Linked DNA regions of Sus scrofa: regions 1, 3 and 4 are each linked to region 2. A link is a contact called in public Hi-C and HiChIP or PLAC-seq data. All regions are on one chromosome and are shown on one strand. The core of a region is the stretch at or near the end of the contact, and the rest is flanking DNA. Distances in the headings are between cores, read along the strand shown.

What was found. A called contact is a pair of places that touch in the nucleus more often than the background predicts. HiChIP or PLAC-seq counts read pairs in DNA pulled down with a chosen protein or histone mark.
Region 1: a contact with region 2 is called in an H3K27ac HiChIP or PLAC-seq map of alveolar macrophages. The contact joins the promoter of VPS13B here to the promoter of COX6C in region 2. A contact is called at or near these places in 2 of 5 promoter capture datasets (fetal liver and liver) and 1 of 2 datasets of contacts at active chromatin or transcription factors (alveolar macrophages).
Region 3: a Hi-C map of heart right ventricle shows a contact between it and region 2, with 2.9 times the contacts expected there. The contact joins the promoter of STK3 here to the promoter of COX6C in region 2. A contact is called at or near these places in 1 of 5 promoter capture datasets (fetal skeletal muscle) and 1 of 47 Hi-C or Micro-C datasets (heart right ventricle).
Region 4: a contact with region 2 is called in a Hi-C map of skeletal muscle, with 5 times the contacts expected there. The contact joins the promoter of OSR2 here to the promoter of COX6C in region 2. A contact is called at or near these places in 1 of 5 promoter capture datasets (fetal skeletal muscle), 2 of 47 Hi-C or Micro-C datasets (heart right ventricle and skeletal muscle) and 1 of 2 datasets of contacts at active chromatin or transcription factors (skeletal muscle).

The regions. Positions count from the first base shown.
Region 1 is chr4:37,818,961-37,821,664 of Sscrofa11.1, forward strand. VPS13B (vacuolar protein sorting-associated protein 13B) reads right to left here and starts at 1,381. Exons shown (of 62, transcript XM_021090607.1): 1 at 1,197-1,381; 2 at 579-757. The coding sequence starts at 725.
Region 2 is chr4:37,073,101-37,076,054 of Sscrofa11.1, forward strand. COX6C (COX6C protein) reads left to right here and starts at 1,519. Exons shown (of 4, transcript NM_001097473.2): 1 at 1,519-1,592; 2 at 2,674-2,808. The coding sequence starts at 2,695.
Region 3 is chr4:38,010,256-38,013,260 of Sscrofa11.1, forward strand. STK3 (serine/threonine-protein kinase 3) reads left to right here and starts at 1,547. Exons shown (of 11, transcript XM_005655350.3): 1 at 1,547-1,807. The coding sequence starts at 1,782.
Region 4 is chr4:37,896,491-37,899,190 of Sscrofa11.1, forward strand. It overlaps OSR2 (protein odd-skipped-related 2), which reads right to left and starts at 1,445. Exons shown (of 4, transcript XM_005655349.3): 1 at 1,058-1,445.

The sequences.
Region 1 (2,704 bases), core at 131-2,630, 750 kb after region 2:
CTAAATGAATTAACAAGTATGTGAATTTTGAAGTTACAGTTTATTTGCATCAGACCATTCTCACGTTAAAAAAATAAACTAAAAGTGATTAAGAAGTTTTCAACTATGCTGGCATTCTCAATCTGTGTCTATCAAATATTCTGAGGATGCCATGGGTAATAATATTTTTCCTACTAAAAGAACTTTCCTCAAGATCTGATCTTGCTGTTTTTCAGACCCTTCCATTTCCCAAAAAAGGAAAAAGAGAGTATTTTCCAGCATCATACAGAATCCTGGCAATGAAAATTAGCATATTTGGTAATGCTTGAGAACTGAGTAAACAGGGTGAAAAATTCTGACAAGAACAATGAAACTGTTTTCCTATATGTCGAGGCAACTTGTGGGATTATGATTCTAACAATCCATCACTAGCAACAAACCATTAAAAAAAAGTTTTTTCTATAAAGGAATGTCTCTAGTTTCAAGGTAGCCCGCAGAAAAACTAAGTTTTTAGAGCATAAAGTCAAAGTGCAGGAAAGAACAGATGGCTTCAAAACAAGCTGAAAATGCTTCCAATCAATGACAGCTACGCTGCTTACCTGCTCCAGCACATCCAATTTTAACTCGAGCTTGCTGAGAACCACGTCTCCACCCCATAGTGAAAGCTGTAGATCTGACGGCTTTAAGTTCTTGATGTAGCGATTCACATAGCTCATTAAAATTGGAGTCACATATGACTCTAACATCCTTTAAGGTACAGAGTCGTCAAAGTCAGAAGCTGAGGGGAGTAAAGACAGAAACATTAGAGGTAATTGAGTTGGTACTGCAGCAAAGAAAAAAGCATTTCTCAAGACGAGCTGAAGAGGCCGAAAAGCAACAGTCCGCACCAAAGCGGCCGCTGCCTCCTCCAAGAAGTAGAGAATACTCAGGTGGATTCTGCTCCAGGCTCTTTTTCCTTACAACTCCCTCAACTCGCCTGGCAAAAAGAGTGGGGTAGAAAAGGTGGTGACCTAAAGAAAGCGGGTCCCCTGGAGTAGGAGAATGAAGTGAAGCAGGCTCGCCTTTGGCCGCCGCACCCCTTAACCAGCCCAGCCGCTTCATTGAGGCCCTCGTCTCCCGGAACCCAGCCGGACCTACCACCATGGAACCAGAGCCAGAAGCTGGCCGGCTTTGGCCTCCCGTCGTATTACACCCCTGACACTCACGCCAACAATTACCGTGGCGTCTCCTCCACCTCCCGGTACCTGGCACCCGCCTCCAGCGGCGGCGCAGCTCCCTTAGGGCGCCACTTCCGGGTGTGCCCCGCAGAGTGTTCGAAATAAGCTGTCCCTCCACGTCCACCACTCGATTCCGCAGCGGGAACGGAGTTCTCAGGATCGAGAAGCCAGTCAGTGGGTCTTTAGGAAAAGACTCTTGCTCTCCGCCAGGCCGCGTCTCGGCTCCGACCCCGCTAGAGGTTAGGACAAAGCTCTAGGAAGTGCGCCGGGGAGGTGGGCGGAACGGTAAAGTGGAGACACCGGAGATCCGGAAGTGGCGCTTGGGGAAGAGTGGCCGCGGGTGGTGGAGGTAGGGTTCGGGTGAGGAGGCACGCAGGGCCAGGGGTCTGATGAAGAGGAAGAAAGTGGGTGCTAGCGTTTAAGGCCCTGAAAAACAAGTGTTTCTCTTAGGAAACGGGAGGCCTGGGAAGAACTTGGGTTCAGAGGGACAGGCAGTAGCGATGAGGTTGCCGGTAGGAGTAGGGTGGGGGAGCGCAAGTTGAGATCCAGGCTTCACTGGCTGAGGAGAGGAGAAATTGAAGAGATATGTAGTGTAGGGGAATGCGTTTTTACCAAACGGGTGGCCAGGCTCTCGCGTTCTTTTACTTTGGCGAAGGAGTGGTTAAGTATCTTAAATGTTCCCCTGCGGGAAGGGGAAGGAATGGTTAAAGACAAGACGGTGGAAGTCCATTGGATTGCAGTCATATGTGGAACTTAAAAAAAAGCGGTGGGAATAGCAGAAGGAAAGAGAAAATGAGACTCTTAGAAACAGCATGAAAAAGAGCTGATAGGGAGTGAATTGAGAGATTTTAACAGTCAGTGTTGGGTTTTATTAGGCTGAAATGAATGTATAAAATGTTTTTTCTTCTAGTACCTTGCAAGGTAACAAAGGAACTCAAACACCTAAATCAGAAAAATATACACTGGGCTTAAAGGGATAGCATAGGACATTCTATTTTTTTTTTTTTTTCCATTTTTGGTCACCCCGCAGCATATGGTCCCCGGCCGGGAATCAGATTTGAGCCTCAGTTGCGACCCAAGCTGCAGCTGCAGCAACTCCTGATTCTTAACCCACTTGTGCCCTGCCTGGGATTGAACCTACGTCTTAGAGCTTCCCCTTTCACCATAGCGGGAGCTCCATGCTGCGTAATTTTTGACCAGTATTTCCTATTTTGAGTAATCTCCAAAGAAGACGCCTACCACTGCATTTTGAAAATAAACTTCACATATAAAGTTATTAAAATATCCACCTTTGTTGCATTTAATTGAAAACACTTCATAAGTAAATTCATAAAACTACTGGAATTCAAGTTGTTATCTCTTTAAAGAGTTTTAGAAACTGCGATAGGAAAGAGGCCTAGATCTATTTTGTTAATGAAAATAAGGACCTAAGTTTCAAAAAGAAAGACGAATAGGGGGTTGGAGAAAGAGGAAGTTAGGAAGGGGGGGGGAAAAAAGCAGCAGCATCT
Region 2 (2,954 bases), core at 269-2,768:
AATTGGTTTGGCTTTTATCTTGGGTGTGTGTGTGTCTCTGTACCTGAGTCTGAATCCTGTTCTCTCTTCCAGCTTTTGATCTTCATTAGGGGTCCTTGTAAGTTGACTGTTGATTCAAGTTCATCTGGAAGTGAGGCATGGAAATGTGAGTGAGTGATCTGTATCACCATAAATGATCTACCCAGGCTACTAGGAATTTTAATCATCTGTGACCCTGAAATTAAAGGGGAAAAAAGAGGTTTTTATACTCAAGCAGGAAAACTGTGATACCTTTGTCTGTGTCTGTACCTGTGTAGGTTTGGCCTCACTGTGCCTCAGGCACATGAACTTGGGTTCAACAACAATAAGAAACCTGAAAAAAAAGTTGCTGATGTACAAACCCACTTGACCTTCAATTAGCACCATTTGTGTAGCTGAAGGGGTTTACTCCCCAGGATGTCTGTTAAATTGAAGGACCAAGATTCCCTTACAAGCACCACCTCCTTGAAGTTACTCTCGTGGCGCAGTGGTTAACAAATCCGACTAGGAACCATGATGTTGAGGGTTTGATCCCTGGCCTCCGCTCAGCGGGTTAAGGATCTGGCGTTGCCGTGAGCTGTGGTGTAGGTCGCAGACGCGGCTCGGATCCTGCGTTGCCGTGGCTGTGGTGTAAGTGGGTGGCTACAGTTGCGATTAGACCCCTAGCCTGGGAACCTCCATATGCCGCGGGAGCGGCTCAAGAAAAGGCAAACAAACTAACAAAAAGCCCACTTCCTTGACGGTCTGTCCTAATAATAGCAGAGCCTAGTACATAGTAATTAATGTTGAATATATGTTGAATCAATATTATGTATCTTTTGTGTCCCTATGACTTTCACAGTGCTTGCTGAGATGACTTAAATAATGCAGTATAAATCCAGGTTATTACAACAAAAACCCCTAAGGCACAAGAGACTTTCTTTCACATATCACTTTCCATAACCTTTCAGATGCCTTTCTTTACTTGTCTTTTACCAAAAATCCACACAAATATTTCCATCAAAACTTGCTCAGTTCTGCCCAGCAGGCAGTTGGTTTTGGAGCAGCTGGGTCACATCTTCATGATAGCTTCCACTGCTTGGAATTGGTGTTGATCTGTTTACCTATGTCTCATCTGCTGGGCTGTGAACTCCTGGAACTTGGCAGTCTCGTTACTCAAACAAGCGGCTAGACGTGTAAAGGTAGTCATCATAATAAAAATGTCGGTTTGTGCACATAGTTGGAGCAATCCATGCCCAGGTTGACTTGTGCTGTCTTTGTAGGATACACTTTTTAAAAATTCACATATTGAATCTCTTTGAACTCCCTAATAAGTTCATATCAATCCTGTGTATGAGTAAGGTCAATATCTCCAGTTTACCAAGGAAAGTGACTCGGAAGATCAAGCTTTAAATCCAAGGTTGTACAGGAAAAAGACAAAACTTCAGCTGTGAACGGCGAGAGACGCGCCGGAGGCCTTTTGAACTCTTTCGGCCACCGTCGCGGGATCCTCTCTGCTTCCTTTATCTTTGCGCCTGCGCGGTGCTGGAACCCCGTCCATTTCTCCGTCAGTCTGCAAGGACGTTGTTGTGGAGGTGAGTCCTGTTACTTTTGCGTCTCTCGTTTGGTTTCACCTTATTGCCGCCTCCCGCTGCCGGCCCTTGGTCTGCTTTGGAGTTGAGTCGTGACTCTGCATTTTTGCGGTCGGGAAACTTGGGCCCTCTGGCCCGCTTCAACCCCAGCACGCTCTTGTGGCAGTTTCTGGGGGGAAGTGGGCAGGCGGCGGGGACCCACAGGGGTCAGGTTTGCTCCGGGGGCCTAGAGGAACCGCCGAGCGCTTCGGAGGCGGCCGGCTCGGCCCGGTGTTCGCTGTGTTTTTTTCTCCATTCATTGTGACCTTGGTTGTGTCTTTTGACCTGTCTGATCCCAGTGTTTTCACCCGCAAAAAGGGAGGGTGATTTCTTCCTCATTCTGGCCTGAGGCGTGAGGAGCAACGTCGGCACTCGGCCTGCGTCAGCTTTGCGGTAGCCTTTGTGATTAGAGCTGGGAAGCTGCAGGAGGGCCTCCGTGCCTGTGGCTGGAGGTCAGCGGTGGGCCTCCTGCAGCTTCTCCGCGCGCTCACGGCCTTTGCGCCTCGGCCCCTGCGGCTCACGCAGGAGAGCTCAGAAGCCGGCCCACGCGCCGCGGGTCACAAAGCGGGCCTTGCAGGCCCTGCGGGGGTCCCGGCCGAGTCTTAGCCGTTGACCGCCTGACCTTGAAATAGTTGTGTAATCTTCATGCGTCCCGTTTTTCTCAGTAAAATGGAATAACTGCCCCACAGAGTTGTCTCGAGGGTTAAATAAATGAATTGGTAGTAAATTTATAGAGTAAATGCCAGAAATGTGTTTACACTTATATCAGTCCAGAGCTGCTATTAATTTTTACTGTAGTTGCGGGAGGTTTTTGTCATTTTTCTTCCCTGGCTAGTGTTGGGCCGCGATTGTCTTGATTATTTGATGTTCATTCAGCCGGGGGCGGGGGGTATTGGAGATGAAACTGGCTAAGCCAGCAAAGACCTTAGGCTTTGGGGGCGTAGTCGGTCCGCTCTCCTGCCTGGGCCTCGAGGTGACAAAATGTATTATGCAGAAGCATTCTTTAGGTGTCGTATGTCCTAAGAGTTGTTTCTTATTATTTTAGCTGTCAAGGAGAAAAATTACCATGGCTACTAGTTCTTTGACCAAACCTCAGATGCGTGGCCTTCTGGCCAAGCGTCTGCGATTTCATATTGTTGGAGCATTCATTGTCTCATTGGGGGTTGCAACTTTCTATAAGGTATGTATATTTGATTTTTTTACTTTGTGCTCATGGTCCAAAGATGTGCTTTTAAATTTGAAAATGTATTTTATTTTCATAAAGAGTTTAGAGCTTTTTAAAAGGAATTTCCTCTTTAATGTGCTCTCTTCCTCTTACTCTTTCAC
Region 3 (3,005 bases), core at 297-2,796, 940 kb after region 2:
TGTGAGGGACAGAATGAAGTAATTTCGAAGGTTTTTCCTAGCTTTGACATCTTAATGATTGTCTTGTTACTTCTGAACTGTTAGACTGTGGATCTTTAATAAATGCAAACAAGTATAAATTCTGTAATAATCTCTCCTGTCCATAGAATTTGACTTTAGGTTTCAACAATGAGTTGAATGGTCTTATAATAGATATTATAAGATAATACAAGAAAAAGAGGTATGTGTACACACACACACACACACACACACACACACACACACATGGCTGAGTCACTTTGCTGACAGCAGAAATTGGCACAACATTGTAAATCAACTATAATTTAAAAAATGACCTAAACAAACAGGAAATGGCCTTAACAAACTTTAAGTTTAGGGGGAGAATAAAATGGTTTGAAAATAAATCATGTAATTTTATTACATAGAAAAAACTTAAAATAACGTAAAAGGAGGACTGTCTCCATACATAAGTATAATTTGGATTAATGTTCACAACATTCTCTTCATACCTTTTGTTTTAATCTTCATCGTGACAATTTCTGACAAAAACAAGCTAGGTCATTACATAGCACCATGTAAGGTCATAAGAAAGATACCTATAGGAGTTCCTGTTATGGCTCAGCAGTTAACGAAGCAGGCTTGTATCCATGAGGACACAGGTTTGATCCCTGACCTTGCTCAGTGGGTTAAGGATCTGGTGTTGCTGTGAGCTGTGGAGAAGGTCACAGATGTGCCTTGGATCCTGTGTTGCTGTGGCTGTGGTGTAGGCCAGCAGCTACACCTCTGATTCAACCCCTAGCCTGGCCATATGCTGTGGGTGAGGCCCTAAAAAAAAAAAAAAGAAAAGAAAAACAAAAAAACAAAAAACCCTCTATAGATGAAATTTAAGGTTAAATGGTACACACACAATATGGATGCATGAAGGAGTCAAATTACAAATGTCTTGGGGACAGGTGAGGGTGAGGGTGGCAAAAGGGAAGGAAAGAAACTCTTCTTGAGTACTTTTCTATGTACCATAATCTGTGACAGGTTTGCCAGCAGTGCACTGAATCCAGTGCATGAGAGATCTCACTGCAGTAATTATTTTCTTTGTAATTAGACATAATTATTGCGAGGAGTTTGTCCACAATTAAAATCAAACAAGAACTTCCAGAAGCACCCCTCGTAGTGGGGGATGGCTGGGGGAAAACATAACCAATAATTATAAAGAGAACTAGAGAGGGAAGTGTCGGCAGCTAGTACTTCAAAAGGCTGCTGAAGATGTTTGGGAGGTATTCTTGAGAAATCCAGTGAAATGAGTCAAATCTGATTGGGGCAAAAGCAATGAAGGCAAGTGAGGAGCGGCAGCTTTGGCCCACTTCAAAGGAATGCCCCAGGCCAGCAAGCAGAGGCTCTGGGACCCGACTAGGCCTCACCCTCTCCCCATTCCAATCCCAGCTCCTTTTCTCTCCTCCCCGCCCAGTGGCTGGCCCCTTGCCTCCGCCCCCGGCCCCGCCCACTGGCAGCCCTCCCCGGCGCCTGGCTCCGCCTACCACGCCTGGGCCGCGGCCGGCTCCGCCCACCCTCCCAGGACTGCGGCCCCCGGCGGAGGGGCGGGGCGGGCCGGGAGGAGCCGCTTTCGCAAGCGGGAGGGGGATCCGCCGCGGAGTTACGGGAAAGTTGGTCCGAGTTCCTGGAGTTTCCCTCTGTGGTTCCCTGGGCTCGGCTGGCCGGTTCCTCGGCTCCTTGCCCGACTCCGGCCTTCGCCGCCCACCTGGTCCCTCCTTCTGCCCCCGGCCGCCATGGAGCAGCCGCCGGCGCCCAAGAGGTAACGAACGCGGGGAGCAAGGAGAAGGAGGGAGGCGGTGCCGGCGGCCGCTGGGCGGGGGCCGCTAGGCCGGGCTGGATCGCGACCCCTTCCCTGACTGCCGGGCCGGGAGCCTGGAGTTCCGGGGGTCTCGAGGCCGGTCCGAGTGTAGGGCCGCGTCGGTCCGTGCGGCGAGGGGACCCTGAGGGAGGCCGAGTCTCGTTTCCCCTGCGGCCCGCCGGGCCTGGAGCGCGTGGAAAGTCGGTGGGCAGCGCCGGGCGCCCAGCGGCTGGACTCCTGGGGCGGGCAGAGTTTTCCCTCGTGGCAAGTTCACGAAGCTGGGGGACGTAAAACTAGGAAATTATTGGACTTCTTACTATAGGCTTTCTTGTCAAATGTTTTCCATAATATGCACCCCCCTTTTTTTGAGAAAGCGGGCTGTTTACTTACACTTCAAGGAATTAAATATTAATAGCTACAGTGTGTTAGCTACAGTGTCTGTAAAACTTATTGTAGATGTGCTGCACTGACAGGTGTTCCTCCCCCTTCCTCCACACGTTCAAAAGTATTTATGGATGCAAGACAGAAATCTTAAATTAGAACCCCACCCCCCATACAGGTTTGGTTTTTTTTGTTTGTTTTTTTTTAGCATGTAAAAACAGTGATGCTTTGATATTTACTGTTTATATTTATTCTTTGATATACTGGATGTGTAAGAGTACACAGTAGATACTTTTGAACTGATATTTGAAGTGCTCTTGGGAAGCTAAATCAAGGCTTTCCATAGATATTTATTCTCAGTGTGCGTCCCCACACCCAACAATGAATCAGTCCACTGATATTGGATAAAACATTTAAGTCTTTCATTTTTCATTTATAAAATAAGAGTATTAATCTCTCTCCCAGATGATGCTTTTGGTGAGGACTAGAGTGTTTTGATACCTAGAGAGTTTAAGTGAAAGGTGGTATATTCAAGAACATGAAATAATTAAAAAGATAGAAACTCTGTGAGCTGTTGTGAATTGTGTCACTGGACATGTGAGCCTTGAGGCTTGGAAACCATCTGTTCAGGTGCGAAAGGGGGGTTGTGGAGAAGTTTCCAAAAGAGACCTGCTGTCATGCAGAGCCCTTGATAGATTCTTTTCTGGCATTCTACAATATCCCAATTCTAATATTGATTGGGTACCCAGTTTTAATACTATAGAAGAAAACTGGATAC
Region 4 (2,700 bases), core at 195-2,694, 820 kb after region 2:
CATCTGCTAAAACCTGTGTGTTGGAGTCTGAGAGAAATGACTGATGGATCCACAGGCTCACTGAACTTCAGCTCAAGCCACAACAGATGTTTACAAAATCAGAGAGCTAGACTCCAATTGGATCTAAGGAGGTCATTTTTTAAAAAATTAAATTAAAATGGACAGACTAGATCAGGTGAACAGAGAGAAACAGCTTCGAAGTTCCTGCCCCTTCGCTGCGCCTCTGCCTTCCCAAGGAGTTAATTAAATTAAGATGCCTTCCGCATAATCTGGGTTCTGTTTCTCTCTGCTCCCTCGCTCCCCCCTGCGTGAGTAATTTTCTTGTTCTGCTCAGGACTGCAGTTTGTTTAACAGAGAAAGTGGCTGTCTGTTTCGCCCTGGGAAACGCCAGTCCTCTTTTGTTCCCTCCTAACAGGTAGAAAGACAGAGCCAGCGCTCCCTCCAACAAACACCTTTTTCCCCCCTTCTTCCTACAAAGGCAACTCTTTTCTCTGTTGCCATGTCTCAAGAATCCAAGCGTTTAAACCCCAGGGGAATTTGCCTTCTGTCCCCTTCTCCAGGGCTGGAGGGATGAGAGGAAAATCAAAAGGCCAATACGAGGTTAGAGAATTACCTAGGATTCAACTACTACTTTCCTCTTGAAACGCTCTGGCTAGGCAGACACTCTATGTCCCGGCCGGTCCGCGCTGCCGCGGCCGCCTCGGGACGGGAGGACCAGGAATCCCACAGTAGGGTTAGGAAAAATATGAGGTTGTGGCGTTTTATCTCAACGTACGTAGATCAGCTTTTATAAGAAGCCTTCCTGAATGCTTAGATTAAATGTCACACGCACCCTAAAAACAGCTCACGAAAGCGTGTGTGGCGTGTTAGCTGGGAGCGGCGTGCCTGGGATCCGATAAAGTGAAAAATACAACGCCCTGGAGTGCATGCATACGATTTCTTTTCAAAACGTCTGAACTCGCGGCACACCAGACCGAGAATCTGAGCGCCCCCTTACACCCCCTGCAGCTTCCCTCCTTTAGGGCAGCTGCAGCCGGTTCCCAGAACAGACACTCACCTCTAGCAGAAAGGTCCGCCTGGGGAGCACCACTCAGACCTGGTCCAGAGAGTGAGGCACACAGCTTGGAAAGGTCATTGGGTCCACGCCTGACAAACTTCTTTTTCCGCGCGGAGTCCAGGGAGCTGCGGACATGATCTGGAGGACGACGAGCAGCTCAAACCAGAGCGGATCCTCTGAGTCGCCTTGGTCAGAGTCTGTAGACGCAGAATGTGTAAAGACCCGGGGTGGTTGGAGTTCGCACTTAGCGCTAGCCCAGAACCTCGCGCCTCTGCGATCCTCTCGCCGCCGACTCCGGGTAAGGTCGGAGCCTGCAGCCTCGCAGGGCCATCACCCTCCAGCAGCGAGCGTACGGAGCTCTGTCCCCGCCCGCGTCCCTCCCCAAGCTGCTCGCGGCGGGCTGAGTCGGGCTTTAGTAGCGGCCCCGCCTCCCCTTCGGGCGGGCGTCCCGCAGCCGCGCCGGGCCCCCTGCGCCCAGGCTCCGCCTCCGCGCCGGGCGCCCGCTAATGGTCCACTCTGTTTACTTGTGTTTGGATAGCAACTGAATCTTAAAGGCACAGACAGGTTTGCTCGAGGTTTCCCTGTTACATGGCCAAGGTGACTCAGTTCAAAGCTCACACACAAACACAACGCCCACCCTCTTCCTTCTCGGTGCCACTTTTCCTAATAATGTTGGAAACAGAACAACTGGCCTTCTGCCTCCCAAAGACCCCGCAGAGAAGCCCAAAGTGCATTTTGCAGTTTTACTTGGCGCGCTCGCCGCGTTAATTTCCACGTCTAATCACGTTTAACATAACCATCTTCTTCGTAGGTAAAAATCAATCACTTCTAGATTGTATTCGCCAGCATACATCACCCTTCCCCTAATTTTAAATACAGTTGTGTACATACTTTTGGTCAATTACGACTGTATGTATAGTCTGCTTTCGTCTGTTGTTTTCAAAACGAAGTTTGTTTATAGAGGTGACAATTGACTAATTTCGTAATTACTGCAAAGACAATGTAGAATATCCCAGGAGAATTTTTTTCCCAATATTTAAGCTTTAATCAGCCAATGTACATTTCACAAGCAGTTAGCTAACTTGGTTAAAGGGGTGGGCATCTGCAACCCATTGACAAACAATAAAGAATTCATCTGGAATAGGGGAAAAGCAATCATTTAAAAATATTTAGGAAAATACTATTCTAGCTTTTCAAACGTGTGCATCTCCATTCCTAGCAAAGACAGGGTTCATTGTTCATTCGCCAGGAAACTTAATCGAATTTGAAGTGTAGTGATACATTTTTCAGGTTCTTCTAAAGGTTCGGTCCCGTGTGAGTGTAACTGCAGAACGCACTTCAGCTACTCTGGAAATAGGGGGACCAAGTGACAGAAAGAGGATGACATACTCTCATCTTAAAAAGCCTGTGTCCAGATGAGATCTTCGTGAGCAGCACTGAGTAAAATGCCCTTCGTCCCAGACGAGTTCTCCAAAGGCGGTTTGCGTTAGCCCCCTGCAAGTCTGAGCTTGGAGGGGCGCAGGTCTTCGAGCCAAGCGGATGTACACAGTTCAGAGGTGGTCCGCCAGAATATGGTTTTGGATGTGCTGCTCCTAAGCACAATTAAAATAATCTCAATCGTGCGGGGAAGGGGACAAATATAA